Linked DNA regions of Mus musculus: region 2 is linked to region 1. Evidence: chromatin contacts called from public Hi-C data. All regions are on one chromosome and are shown on one strand. Each heading gives the region's core, a stretch centred on a gene start, on an enhancer-like site or on the middle of the called end of the contact. The rest is flanking DNA. Distances are from core to core; before and after follow the strand shown. Region 1 holds the start of B3gnt5 (UDP-GlcNAc:betaGal beta-1,3-N-acetylglucosaminyltransferase 5). Region 2 has its middle 22 kb from the start of A930003A15Rik.

What was found. Hi-C and Micro-C count contacts between places; a contact is called where the count stands out from the background.
Region 2: a Hi-C map of double positive thymocytes shows a contact between it and region 1, with 2.9 times the contacts expected there. The contact joins the enhancer-like site here to the promoter of B3gnt5 in region 1. A contact is called at or near these places in 4 of 39 promoter capture datasets (the C10 cell line, embryonic stem cells, pre-B cells and 1 more), 2 of 484 Hi-C or Micro-C datasets (double positive thymocytes and embryonic stem cells), 5 of 115 datasets of contacts at active chromatin or transcription factors (embryonic stem cells and stem cell-derived neural progenitor cells) and 2 of 9 other capture datasets (liver and pancreatic islet).

The regions. Positions count from the first base shown.
Region 1 is chr16:19,757,408-19,764,269 of GRCm38.p6, forward strand. It overlaps B3gnt5 (UDP-GlcNAc:betaGal beta-1,3-N-acetylglucosaminyltransferase 5), which reads left to right and starts at 2,827. Exons shown (of 4, transcript NM_054052.3): 1 at 2,827-3,070; 2 at 3,234-3,420.
Region 2 is chr16:19,903,294-19,910,155 of GRCm38.p6, forward strand. No RefSeq gene overlaps it. Among named protein-coding and RNA genes, the nearest start is that of A930003A15Rik, 22 kb to the left of the region's middle. Within about 2 kb of position 4,013, at least 9 of the 459 cell types and tissues checked have an H3K27ac peak or open chromatin away from gene starts, as enhancers often do. A contact at or near this core is called in double positive thymocytes, where this site is marked.

The DNA of each region.
Region 1 (6,862 bases), core at 1,577-4,076:
ATTGAGGCACTTGGCAAAAGTTCAAATAACCCAGCAATTAATATGGTATACATTTACTTACTCTGCAAGGCACCATGGGAGTGCTTGAGGGAATCAGTCTCCATCTTCATGGTCAGGATGTGAAGAGTCTCAACCAAGGAAACAGATTATTATATAGTGGCAAAATGTCACAGATTATTGTAAGCAAACAGTAAGAGCGATAGGAAAAGTAGATTCTCATCTCTGCGGCATCAAAGTCCCAACCACTTTCTCCTTCTCAAACATCTTTGCTGACATTCTTGTTTACACATGCTATCCTGAAGACTGGAATCAAGGATAGAAATACAGATGGGGGATGAATGGCAATGGAAGATGTCACCAAGAAGCAAACATAGGAGAAACAACTATGCCAGAAAGGTACATGAGAGAGGGGCTGGTGGGAAGTAGAAGAGGAGGCAGCAAGGGGTGGGCATTGTGTTAAGGGGGTAATGCTGTTTTACATACATGAATCCACAAATATGTGAAACGCAGCTGATCCTCTGATAATGATGAAGCAGGATAAGAGTCTAAAGCCAACTTCTGCCTTTCTGTAAAGGAGCAAGAACTTTCTACAGCCTGTGATGAGGATAGGGATGGCAACCACTCACCTGTCCCATCCTGATGGCTCTGGTCACTATGTTCTGCTCATCACTGAACCTGAATTGAGTCCTTACTCACTCAGATGCAGGGCCAAAGAGAGTTGAGTAGCTTGCCTGAAACTTTATGAAGAAGCTAGTTCAGGATTTCACCAAGTAAGTCTTGCATGAATGCTGGTCATTTTCAGAACACCGAGCCTGGAATATGTCTGGATTTATAATAGTGTCTGTATAGGGCCATAGCTGACAATCCAGAAAGCAAATTTAGCTGAACAAGTCAAGTCTGGCACCATGGTGGCAGAATTTCAGCATCACTGGCCTCTTCTCTGCTCAGCAGTGTGGAAAGTTCTCTTGCACTCAGGTTTTAGCATTCTTTCTACTCTCTAATTCATTCATATTTGTATCTCCTCCCCCTGCGTGCGCCATTCCCCATCCCCCATCTTATCTGTACTTTCTAACATGAAAATGTCAGCCCCTCTTACTTTTAAATTTAATAAGTTGATGTGACTTTTATTTTTCAGATATATTCTACAGTTCTCTTGTGCTCTGCAAAGCGCATTCCTAACAGTATGATTCAAAGATATTTGCATGGTATTCTAGGGTGCTACGCTCACAAGCAACTGCTGTGGATAGAATACACTGACCTCTTTCCTCCTGTTGTTATGATCTAATTTTACTCCCAGACCATCTCACAAGCTTCATGCAATCACTGGCAATGAAATCATACATTTCTCTATGGTACTGTGGATGAGGATCTGGATGGTCTAGGGAATCCTTCTAGATGAATGGGAGGACCTCCTTTGCCTGTCCCCTGGTGTGTGTGTCTGTGTCTGTGTCTGTGTGTGCGTGTGTGTGTGTGTGTGTGTGTGTGTGTGTGTGTGTGTAACATCATACATCATGGGCCTGTCATACATACATATATCTGTCTGGGCCCAGAGAGGTCATTCTGGGCCTCTTTGCCCTTCCTCATCTCTTAGCCTCAGGTTCTTTAACCATTACCCCTCCCACCCCAACTCTACAGCTCACTAATTTTTCTACTCTGGATTTTTAGTAGTAGTAGTAGTAGTAGTAGTAGTAGTAGTAGTAGTAGTAGCAGCAGCAGCAGCAGCAGCAGTATTATATGTATCCCTAGGCTAACCTGATACTCACTATGTGATCAAGGCTGCCTTTGAACTCATGAAAATCATTCTGAGTGCTGAGATTACAGGCATATGATACCATATGGGTTTACTTTTAAAATCATTAGTCCACATGTCTATTTGTATAGAGGTTGGAAAGGGGTGTGTGTGTGTGTGTGTGTGTGTGTGTGTGTATATTTTCTCATCAGTTCATATTTCCCATGTGCCTACCTATATAAACTGACACATGTAACTAGTTCCAAATGACCGAAAAGGAACAAAGTCCCACTTGAATATATGTATGTGAATACAAAATACACATGTGTTTTAGGGAGGACCATATAAAGGATTAGTCAGGATTTAAGAAGATAATTGGGGGGTGATTAACCCTGTAGGAACAATGAATGCTCCTCTTTATAGATCACTGTCAGACTCCATTAGGAGTCCCATTACATTAGTATTTCTGCTTGTGGTCTTCTGGACAGGTGAGTTAACAGCGAACCATGCCTTGTGTGAGTAACACATGAAAAGAATTTCAGGATTGGAAATACGCTGAAGGGCTTTTAAAATGCAGTTGCAAAATCTCCTAAAACTAGAGTTTGAAATAACAAGTGTGTTTTAAACTGATTCAGCAACTACTTTGAACTTACTGACTTTTACAATTACAAACCCATATTTGGACTTGACATTTTTGGATTTTTTTTCTTGTCCTGTTTTCAGTATGTATAACTACAAAACTGCTCAAAATAGGAGCTCTATTGAATGCTTCTATAAGGAAAAGTCTAGAACAGCATTTTTTTAAGCAAGCAATTAGCTACAAAAAAAAAAAAAAAAAAAGATTTATTTACTTGCTCCTTCAGCTGATGTCTACACTATCCTGATAATGTCTGGTTACAGGCCGAACAAGAACTTTCCTTTGGGCTCAGGTGCACATTTGGTCTTCTGAATCTATAGTTTAGTTATTAGCAAACAAGTGAGGCAATCGCTTCCTGGAGTCCTCACAGATAGCACTTTAGGGCGGGGCACGTCACCTTCACAGACCGGGGTAGGGGAGGGGCGGGGCTGAGCATTCCCGAGGAAGCCTGGAGTGGAGTGACCAAATAAGCAGCTGGAGGCTCCTGCGGCTGCGCCCCAGCCTGAGTGAGCCAAGACCCTTAATCAGGCCCGCCCCTCTCAGCCGGCTCTAGCCGGCTCCAGCGGGGTCTCTCTTGGAGCCCTGCCCTAGCTTCCTCGCTTACAACCGAAATTTAGTTTGCAACTTTTGTTCTTGAGACTTTTCCCCCAGGGCTTCTAGGAGGACAGCGGACCTCTGGGACATTTAAGGACTTGGGTTCCTCGGTGAGTTTTACAATGCTTGAAATTCCCTGGGTTGGAATGTAAATCAATGGGGAGGCTGAACACAGGGGAAGGGTCTGCTTTTAAAACGAACTGTTGCTGTGCAGTCATAAGGCGTGCAGTCTTCGCTTCAAATAAATGTGCGTTTCCTTTCTTTGTTACTTAGGCTCCCAGGAGCTCAAGTCCTAAGTGTCCTGACAGAAGACCGGCGGGCTCTTAGGGTTTGCTAGGAAACTACGAGACGATGGGAGAACCGCTGTCCACTCAAAACCTTCAGCTCGGAAATGACTAACTGAAACGTGGTTTGGATGAATGGGTCTCCAGTCTTAACCAACGCCGCTCCTGGATGAAAGGTCAGTCACTGCCCACCCAAAGTGCCCGCTGCATCCTACTGTGAGCCAAGGTCCCTCTGTCGGGGAGCGTGGCTTCGCAGTCTGCTTTAGACCGGGCACTCTCGAAGCCCCTGCAGAGTCTAAGTCTCTGGCTGGGCTAGCTTTGTGCCGGCTCTGAGGTTCTCCCCGAGGCTGCTAGCTGAGAGTCCCGGGACCCGCCCCACCTCTAGCTTCCCCTCCTCTAGCCCGGACCCGACCGGGAGGCGGGAAGGGGTGCAGAGGGTAGTCCACACGGGCGGCCCGGGGGCATCAGGGTGGAATGGTCAGGAAGACAGACGGCTCTTCGTTGCGAGCCGGGGCTTCCCGGTCCGGAGGTGCAGCGAAGAAGGGAGAGTTCCCTCGGCGAGCGCCTTTGTTCACTGCGGCCTGGTGGGCGCGAGCGCTGGGCGGCGACCACCCTAGGCCTAGCTGCCGCTTTTGTGCCGCAGGTACGATCCGACCCGCGGGGTCCAGAGCACCGGATTTACCCGGAATGCCAATGGGGAGAGGTGGCTGTGGTGTCGCGAAGCCAGGTCCAGCCTTGGCGCATCTTCAGTCTGGGTCCTGAGATTTATCAATGCTGGATTGAATTCGGGCTGACCGCCTAGGGTAGCTTGCACGTGAGGGAGCTGACCGGCTCTTTGGAATAGCTGCTAGCTGGAAAAGAAAAAAGAAAAGAAAACGGGAAAGCAGGCGGGTAGGAGAAATTGGGAAAAGATCTTTCTAATGAGAATCTCCTGTTTACTCCCATTTTCTTTAATATACTAGTAAAGTGATTGTTCAGATACCCGTAGATAAAAGTAACAGCTTTTGATTCACATTCTTTACAGCAGTAATGGTTTTCTTAGGTTATGGGTCATGTTACAGGGACACAGATGCCATCACAAGGTAGTCAGTGGTGGTAGAGCTAATTTTTAGGCTAACTTTCTGGTGAAAGTACATTCATTAAAATTAGATTTGCTCCTCTGTGCCTTTATTTTGGGAAACAGTCTGGTCCCCAGGGGCAGAGATGCCAGGAAGTGGTATATGAGAAAGTGAAACTGGCCCAGAAAAGTATGATTGAAGGTAGTGGTGCAGAAAATGACCCCACCCTTAACACTGAAAGGGTGATTTGTAAACAGTTGGTAAGTGTGGACTTCATCAAAAGGCAGCAGGGGATACAGGCTTGCAAGTCTGACTTTGGGTTCAATCTCTAGCACGAAGGAAAAGTTTGTCAAAAGAAATGTAGGGCATAGTGGTTTTGTTTTTGTTTTGTTGTGGTGGTTGTTGTCGTCGTTTTTGTTGTTGTTTGGATGAAAGATAAATTCAGTAACTAAAGGGTTTCCATCATATTCCTAAACCACTTTTCTTCTGTTGCGCTCTCTTTGCCTCTCCCCATCCTTGCCCTTTCCTCCCACTCCACCCCCACTTACATACCAAGCACTCAGCAAAGATGAGACTGACTGTGCACACCTGTAGATCTTCTGAGGAAGGGTTCCTTAGACATTTAAGATGATCTCCATGAGTGTTATGATGAGTACACTCTGAGACTGCAGCCCTTCCTGGGAGAAAAGTAACCCTATAGATCCTTATAATTGCTTTTCTTACAAAGAAAATTCAGAAGATGGGAAAGGGTTTTCAAAATGAAATCTAGGCCCTATTGAGTAAAAATGCACTTACATATTTCATTCAAAATCTGAATCAAAACTCCCTTTATAAAAACGGATGTGTCCAAACAGAGATTTATGGTGAAAGTCTGTAGATTTCTAATTCTCAGGTCTGTAACAGCTTGGATAATAAGTCATGGATTTCTAAATGGGTCATCTTTTTAAATGGGTCACTTTGGATAGAATCATTACACTTGCTGACTTACAAATTGTAAACGTTGAGTTCCGTCTGCAGCCCAAGTGTATTCAAATTTAAGTTTCAGAACATATATTGGAAGATACTGGGAAGATACAGAAGTTAGTTTTTTTTTCCCAAAGTCACAAAGTAGATGCACTTGTGCTAGGGATTTTGTATGTGCTCAATTGAGCGGATCCAAGCAAATTATTCAGAGTTCCACCATTGAACTCTGGCAGCAGAGATGTAAGATAACGGGATCGACAATTACTTACAGTATACAGTGCACATTATAGTATATAGTATACATTACTTTTTATATTTCCATATACTCCCTTGTCATCTTTATATTTAAAGAGAAGAAGCTTGGTCAGATAAAATATAAATTTTAAATAAACAAAATGACCTTTTCCCATTTAATCTTTTACTTTGTTTACTATGAAAATTGAGCATTCATTTAAGCATTAACTAGATGGTCAGGAAAAGAAAACCTTCTCCATATAAGGAATGAAATTTAAATAGCATCGACTTACTTCTTTATGCCCTAGTTGTGATTGTTTCTGTACTAGAAGTGGGGCTTGCTTTAATTTCTTTTCTCCCATAAAGGGGCCAATAATATTGAGTCATTCCCACTATGAAGGAAAAACAAAAACCAGACAAGAAACTAATCCTGGAAGAGCCAAACTAACTCAGGCTGTGGCAATGGAGCCCAGCCACCATTCCCGGAACTCCAGTGTTGCTCTGAGCTGTCCAGCCCTGGGCAGAATGAGCTGACAGGAAGAGCTCTGATTTCAGTCCCATAGTATGGGACCACAAGTCCTGAAAGTGAGTGGCTGATTTGGAGGTCAAAAGGCTCTGGAGTCCATTCTGCTTTCTCTGGCAAAGACTCTCTCTCTCCCTCCCCCCTCCCTCTCCCTCTCCCTCTCCCTTACCCCCTCTCCCTTCCCTTCCCCCCCTCCCCTTCCTTTTCTCTCCCTTTCTCCATTTTTTAAAAATAATTGTCAGGGACTTATTATCTTCTTTTCATAGACTCTTACTTTAGTTTCTATGTGTATAAAGTTGCGGAACTGTACTCTGTTTTGTAATTATACAAAATACTTAGTTTCAGAGGACTGAGCAAAACCCATATTCTGTTCTCTCACTTTAAGATCACTTATCAGTGAAAGGATTGAGTTTCCCTAAACCCTTAGTTTCTATTTAAAGAGAACTTTTCTTTTTTGTTTTTTTTTTGTTTTTGTTTTTTTTTTTTTCTTTTTGTTTTTTCAAGACAGGGTTTCTCTGTGTAGCCCTGGCTGTCCTGGAACTCACTTTGTAGACCAGGCTGGCCTCGAACTCAGAAATCCACCTGCCTCTGCCTCCCGAGTGCTGGGATTAAAGGCGTGCGCCACCACCGCCCGGCTTAAAGAGAACTTTTCTTACCTCCTCCAATGGTAATGTGCTCCATTTTGTTTGCTTCTTTTGACTTTTTTTCTTTTTGGTTCCAGTTGAGGTAGACCTTGCAGGCATCCAGGCAAGGAAGGGAACCAGTGAAGAAATCAGAATGAAAACCTGAAGTAGATTGACTTGGATCATACTTCAGGGAGGATAATCCTTTTTCGTATTT
Region 2 (6,862 bases), core at 2,763-5,262, 150 kb after region 1:
TTGAGCTTCATGTAGTCTGTGAATTTTATCTTGGTTATTAATTTTTAAAGTTAATATTGGAAACAGGTTTCATTATGCCATTTTCATGTATGTGTCATTATACTTTGTTCTATATGTCCCCTTCTCCCTGTGTCCTTCTCTGTACCCCTTCTCAGTCAGTGCCTCCCTGCCCCAGACAGCACCCCCTTCTGCTTTTAGGTCACTCATGTCCCATAACTCTCTGTTCCCCAGATCCTTAAGATCTCTTCATTCCCTTCTCATCATCTTCTGTCTAGTTTGCTCACACAAATGCTATTCAAGCATGCATGTGTACACAATAACTTTATTCTGAGTTCCATATATGAGAGAAAATGTGCAATATTTGTCTTTCTGAGCTTGGCTTATTTCACTCCACATAATGATGTCCAGTTCCCTCAATTTTTCTGCAAAATACTGTGATTTCATTTCTCTTCATGGCTGAGTAACATTCCATTATATATTTGCCACATTTCTGTATTCATTCTATTGATGGACTTATAGACTACTAGACTACCTCCATGTCTCACTGTTGTGCCTAGTACAGCCATGAGCACAGATATAAAGGTACCTCTGTGGTCTGTTCACTTAGTCTTCACTGTTTATGCAAGGGTGAGAGAGTTGGCTCATAACAGGAGTTCTACTTTGAGACAAGGTCTCTGGGTTATCTCCTTCACCTGTAGACCATAGAGCTCTGCAATGCTGGGACTGTTCAGGGCAGCCATGCTCAGCTATTTTTAGTTCTTTTGTGAAACCTTAGTACTGATTGTTACTATGATGTAAACTTTTTATTCTGACAGCCCAGGCCCTGCTTCTTTGCCTCAGAAGCTTAGAACCTTAAGGTCAAAGGCGCTCCACAGACATGCAGCATCCCTGCCCCTAGAAGACCTGGGATAGACTCAGGAACCTACCCTACCCCCACCTACATGCCTCATGGGAAGCATAGCTGGACCAAAATCTTTGACAAATGGTTTTAGTGGTAATGAACCCCATCCTAAAAGCCTTTTTCAGATTGGTTCCTTTCTTTATTCTGATCTGGAAGGTGACCCAAGAAAAAACAAGACATCTCTATAGGAACTGAGAGATTGACAAGAACAGAAACTGAGACTCCACCTACCTCTGGTGAAGAAGGTGCTGTTTGACCACTTGACCCTGCAGCAGCCAAGCAACAAGTGGTGGTAGAGAGGAAAGCATCTTTTAAGTATTTTTGTATTTGTCCTAAGACATTCAAAATAACGTTATGGTAGGGGGTCACCACAATATAAGGTTTTGAAGGGTGGCAATGTGTTGTGTGTAGCTTTGCTACCCTGCCTAAGCTCCAGGAATAGGCCATGCTTCTCTAAAGCATTTTTTTCACTCAATCTCCCTTACTTCTCCCTTCTGTGGAGCTTAATATTTCTATATACTTAAGAACATCTAAACAATTACTATTATACTCACTTCTACTTTAAAAACAATGGAATTAAATTTTATTTATCCCTATATTTTGATTATCTGCTTGTAGGAATCAGGCAGTTTTTTCTGTCTGGCTCTCTGCCTCAGAGCAGTCATCCTGCGTCTTTTCACAGCAGAAGATCTGTGAGCTAAGGCTTTCCCTGTGTTCCTTTGTTTAAGTTTCCTGCACACTGGAGCCATCACATGACTCACTCTGCTCAGCTTAATAAGAAAACAATTCTCCCCTCTTCCTAGACCTTTATCACTGTGTGTGTGATCAGTCTGAGAACTCCTAAATGAATAGTGGATTCTCGACTTCCACATTGGGTGCCATCTGTTTCATGTAGCTTTGCTGCCCTGCCTAAGATCTGGGAAAGGGCCATGCTACCAGCCCCTATCCAGCTTCCCTTGAATTTACAGATAAAGGACACAGACACACACAGTTATTCAATTTCTACTTGCCTTTGACACAATTGCTGGGTGCTGTTTATCTCCTGCCTGGGAAAGAGTGCCATTATCAATATTCTTATCTCCACACCTCAGTTGTATCCAGTGCCTGCTAAACACCCTTTACCACCTGCCTGTAGGAGCAGCCTGTGTGGCTACTCCATTTGAGATCTTACATGACTGGTCACCTTTTCTCCATCAGAAGCATGGTGAACTCTCCCCCCCTTCCCTCCCCTCTCCCCTTCTCCCCCCCCCCCCCCTTGTATCTGTCTCTTGCCTCCAGGGACCTGTAAGTCCTGCCTATTCCTTCTACCTAGCAATTGTCCCATGACTTTTTTACTGACAGATCAAGAACCAATTGGGGAACAGGACCTTAGCATCAGAACCATTCCTTCAGCAATGTCAAGGAGGTTGAGAACCACTGCCCCAAGAAACCCTAATCAACCCATAGGTGTTTGATCATTGAGAGTAGTTACTGAAAAGGTAATTTTCTTTTCATCATTAGAGTGCAACAAACTAGTAAAAAGTAATTTTTAATTCAATAGCAACAGCATGATAATTTTGAGTTTACTTTCTCATTAAAAGCTGTTTATGAGTTTACTTCTCTTAGTGAAAAGCCTATCTGCTCTAGGAAAGGAATGGTCTTGTGGTTCTTACATTTGAAACACCCTGAGCCCTTAGGGCTATTGTTAGAATTGGAGCTTTTTTTTTTTTCTTTTTAGTGCCTACAATTTACTGCTTATGAAGAGACACCATAACCAAAGCAGTTTATAGAAGAAAGCATTTAATTTGAGGCTTGCTTATAATTTCAGGGAGTTAGTCCATTATCATTGTGGTGGGAGCATAGTGGCAGGCAGGAAGACACCAGATCAGTAATTGCGAGCTTACATCCTGATCTGTAGCCAGGAAGCAGAGAAAGATTGAGCCTGGTGATTGCTTTAGAAATCTCAAAGCCTACCACCAGTGACACATCTCCTCAAACTGGGCCACACCACCCAATCCTTCCCAACAGTTCAGCTAACTTGAAACCAAGCCTTCAAACATATAAGGAGGCCATTGTCATCAAACTACCACACTCAGATACTTATTTTAAGGCCTGGTGGTGGCAAGGTCTGTGAGCCTGTTGGGAAGCTCCATGAGGGATAGCAGATAACTAAGAATCAGTTTTGAAATTTTCTTATTTAAGAATCTCCAATAGTTAAACATTTTTAAAGCTTTTAAGTTTATATAAATAAAACTAAGCACTTTTTAAGCATTATATATTTATCATCAGAGAAGCATTATGTCCATCCTTTGCATCCAAAATTATTGAAAAGCCAGAATATTTTTAAGGTGAAATCTGAGCGTATTGCTATAGATGGGCCAGCCAGGCAACCTCAGGGAAGAGCAGGAAGAGATCTGTTTACTGATGTAGCAGGAAGTGAAAGGACTGCTGTCCTGCACCATGAAAATGGCTACTGGAAAAGGAGGCCCTTTAGGAACTGTGCATATATGGTGTTCCCAAAAATGAAAGTTTGCAGGTTTGCTTTAGTGTTTTTGTTTCAACTTCTTTAAGAAATTTTCTTAACTGTTGTGCTTTCCTGTGATATTTGGGGGACAAAGAAAGTGAAAAAGCAGCCACTTTAGGGAAAGCTGAGCTCTTTCTTTGTGACAGGATTCGAAGTAGAATCAGGCTGGTCTTGATAAAGAAAGAGAAATAAGTAAATAAGAGAGTTAGGGCTGGAAGGGAACTTATAGAGCATGGATCCCTGCTCCTAAGATTGACCAGATCAGACCAGCCTAAGATGCCCAAATTTCCCTTCATCTCGTCAACTTTCACCACTCTAGCCAGACAAAGTGGGATCCTTGGGGAGATTCAGAGCTTCTGTCTCTTTTGGCAACTGCAACATCCAAAATTCGCATCCCCAACAAAGGATCATCCAGATGTGCTCCTATGAAGGAGGGCTACTCTTTCCTCACATCTGGTGCTCAAAAATGCTTAAACTAAGTCATTAAGGATTCCTCACACAGTGTGATAAATTCCTCACATGAGGCACCAAAATGTTTTAGCTTGAATGCATTAATACTAAACTTAGAGTCAGGAAGCTCCACCCATCACAGGACCATAACTGAGGAGCTATGAACATGATTGGCCCTCTGGTGGGCACGTTTAAAAGTGCAACCTACTTTCTGCCTGAAAATCCTAAGGCTGAAAGTGCAATTTGAAGTCATTTCCAGCCCTTCTTTTCATTTGACACATATCGTATGGCTTTGCATATATCACATGTTAATAATAAGCCTTTTTGGTCAGGACAATATCTCCATGCTACAACCTCTCTGTGTTTCAGTTTTCTCAACCAAGGCAGCATCAATTCACACCCAGAGTTCATACATGGATACACAAGATGGCATTTGTCAAAACTGTTTTCTGGGTCAGGATGCACTGCAGACAGAGCTTGTATAGAAAACATTACCCACTCTTTCTGGCCAGATGGTATGAATAGGACACTGTCCTGTGAATTTACAAAACATTATATAGTATGGAAATCTATGTTTTTCTCATATACAAAAGAGTTTTCAGTAATAATGGGATAATTGCTGGGTGTCAGTTTCATAGAACTTTATAGTTTACTACTCACGATTCCCAGCAGATGCTGATGCAACAATATTTGTTGAGTGTTTAGTTTGGTCCCTGATGGGTGCTGCATGCTGAAGACACAGAGACTGACAAGAAAGTCCTCAGGCCTGGGAGCTTTTAGTCAAATAAGGACAGTTCTAGCCTCTGATGTGTTTGGAACATTTACAACATTGGGCAGTGAGCTAAACATCTTTTGAGAATGGTCTCATAAAATTCTCATTCAAAACATATTACATACAATCTATTACCCAGATTCTTCTGTGTTGTTTTGTTGTGGTCACCTTGTGAAACAGTCTCATATAGCCCAGGCTGCCCCCCCTCACTCCCTGTAACTGAACCTGGAACTATTCCACGTGCCTCCACTCTCCTCCCAAGTGCTAGAGTTACAGGCATGCACCCTCATCATCGTAAGCTTCTTAGCCTGTGGGCTATGACTCCACAGGTAAAATTCTGGCAATTGTAAAAGGTTTCTAGACACAAGATGACCAAGAAAAATCAAGGTAAAACATAATGAATCAGAGGTGTTCTGACAGTGCTGGTCCTGCAACCACACTGCAGTTTTCATTTCTAAGCACATAACATGCACACTTTGTCCTGCTATGGCACACACCACCATGCCACACGGAACCAGAAAACACTCCTTGAGATTCCTCAGCTCTGAGTACAAACGTGCCCAGCAGAGGGCCAACAATGTTCATAGCTCCTCAGTTAAGGTCCTGTGGTGGGTGGAGCTTCCTGACTCTAAGTTTATTCTTAATGCATTCAAGCTAAAACATTCTGTGCAGTGTTTTCATGGTACATACATAACACTTTCTGATGCATGCAAGCACAGCCAAACTAATACTTAGCATTTTTCTTCCACTATTCCTTAGCACATGAGCGTCAGATAGTCAAGCTTAGCTTCCGTAGTGCGCTGCATTAGATCGCCTAACTTCTAAGATTGCTCTTTGAGTTGTTTGCTTAAGTTTCATAAAGAGAACAACAAAAATAACCATCACCAGCAGCAGCAGCACCACTACCACCACAACAGCAACTGTTAGTTGAGCCAGGCATGGTGGCATATGCTTGTAGTCTCAGTACTTGAGAGGCAAAGGCAGGCTGATCTGTGCAACTCAAGGCCATCATGGTCTACGTGTTGAGTTCCAGACCAGTCATGGTTACAGTGAGACCCTATCTCAAAATAGTCCTTAACATACTTCTGCCACTTTTGTTCTGCATATTTATGTAAAGAAGCATCCTTGGCATTAACAATTACAAATTAATAAAAATTTCAGCCAGAGAAGAAAGGATGGACCATCTAGAGACTGCCATATCCAGGGAGCCATCCCATAATCAGCCTCCAAACGCTGACACCATTGCATACACTAGCAAGATTTTGCTGAAAGGACCCTGATATAGCTGTCTCTTGTGAGACTACGCCGGGGCCTAGCAAACACATAAGTGGATGCTCACAGTCAGTTATTGGATGGATCACAAGGCCCCCAATGGAGGAGCTAGAGAAAGTACCCAAGGAGCTAAATAGATCTGCAACCCTATAGGTGGAACAACATTATGAACTAACCAGTACCCCGGAGCTCTTGACTCTAGCTGCATATGTATCAAAAGATGGCCTAGTCGGCCATCACTGCAAAGAGAGGCCCATTGGACTTGCAAACTTTATATGCCCCAGTACAGGGGAACACCAGGGCCAAAAAGTGGGAGTGGGTGGGTAGGGGAGGGGGGGGAGGGTATGGGGGACTTTTGGGATAGCAGTGGAAATGTAAATGAGGAAAATATCTAATAAAAAAAATTTCAGCCAAATCTAAAGACATCAAAGATGCTCTGTGCCCTGCTATGCCAAATATTCTCCCAAGGTTTAATTCTTTATGTAAAAATAAACAAGCATGCTGTATAGTGGTAGTACACACCTTAAATCCCAGAACTTGGTGGGCAGAGACAGGCAGATCTCTGAGGATCCTGGGCCATCCTGATCTACAGAGTAAGTTCCAGGATCACCAGAGCTACACAGAGAAACCCTGTCCCCCACCAAAAACAAGAAAAAAAAAAAAAAGAAAAGAAAAGAAAAGAAAAGAATCTACCTCATTAGTGTTTGAATTTGCTTTTCTCCTAAGTAAATAGTAAAATGTGTATACTAAATAACTTTAAAATAAACTTTGTTTTCTATTCATAAATGTTTGGGTTTATGCATATTTTATGTACCTATATGTCTGCAGTCATAGAGTTCTCAGGTAAATGGAGTCATGAAGGGAAAGCCTAAAGAAGCCTTCATGTTACCCTGCTTTCAAGATGTGGCCACTGGAACTTGGAAGCCCTTGATGCAGCAGGCAGCCTTCTGGGGTAACACTTTTA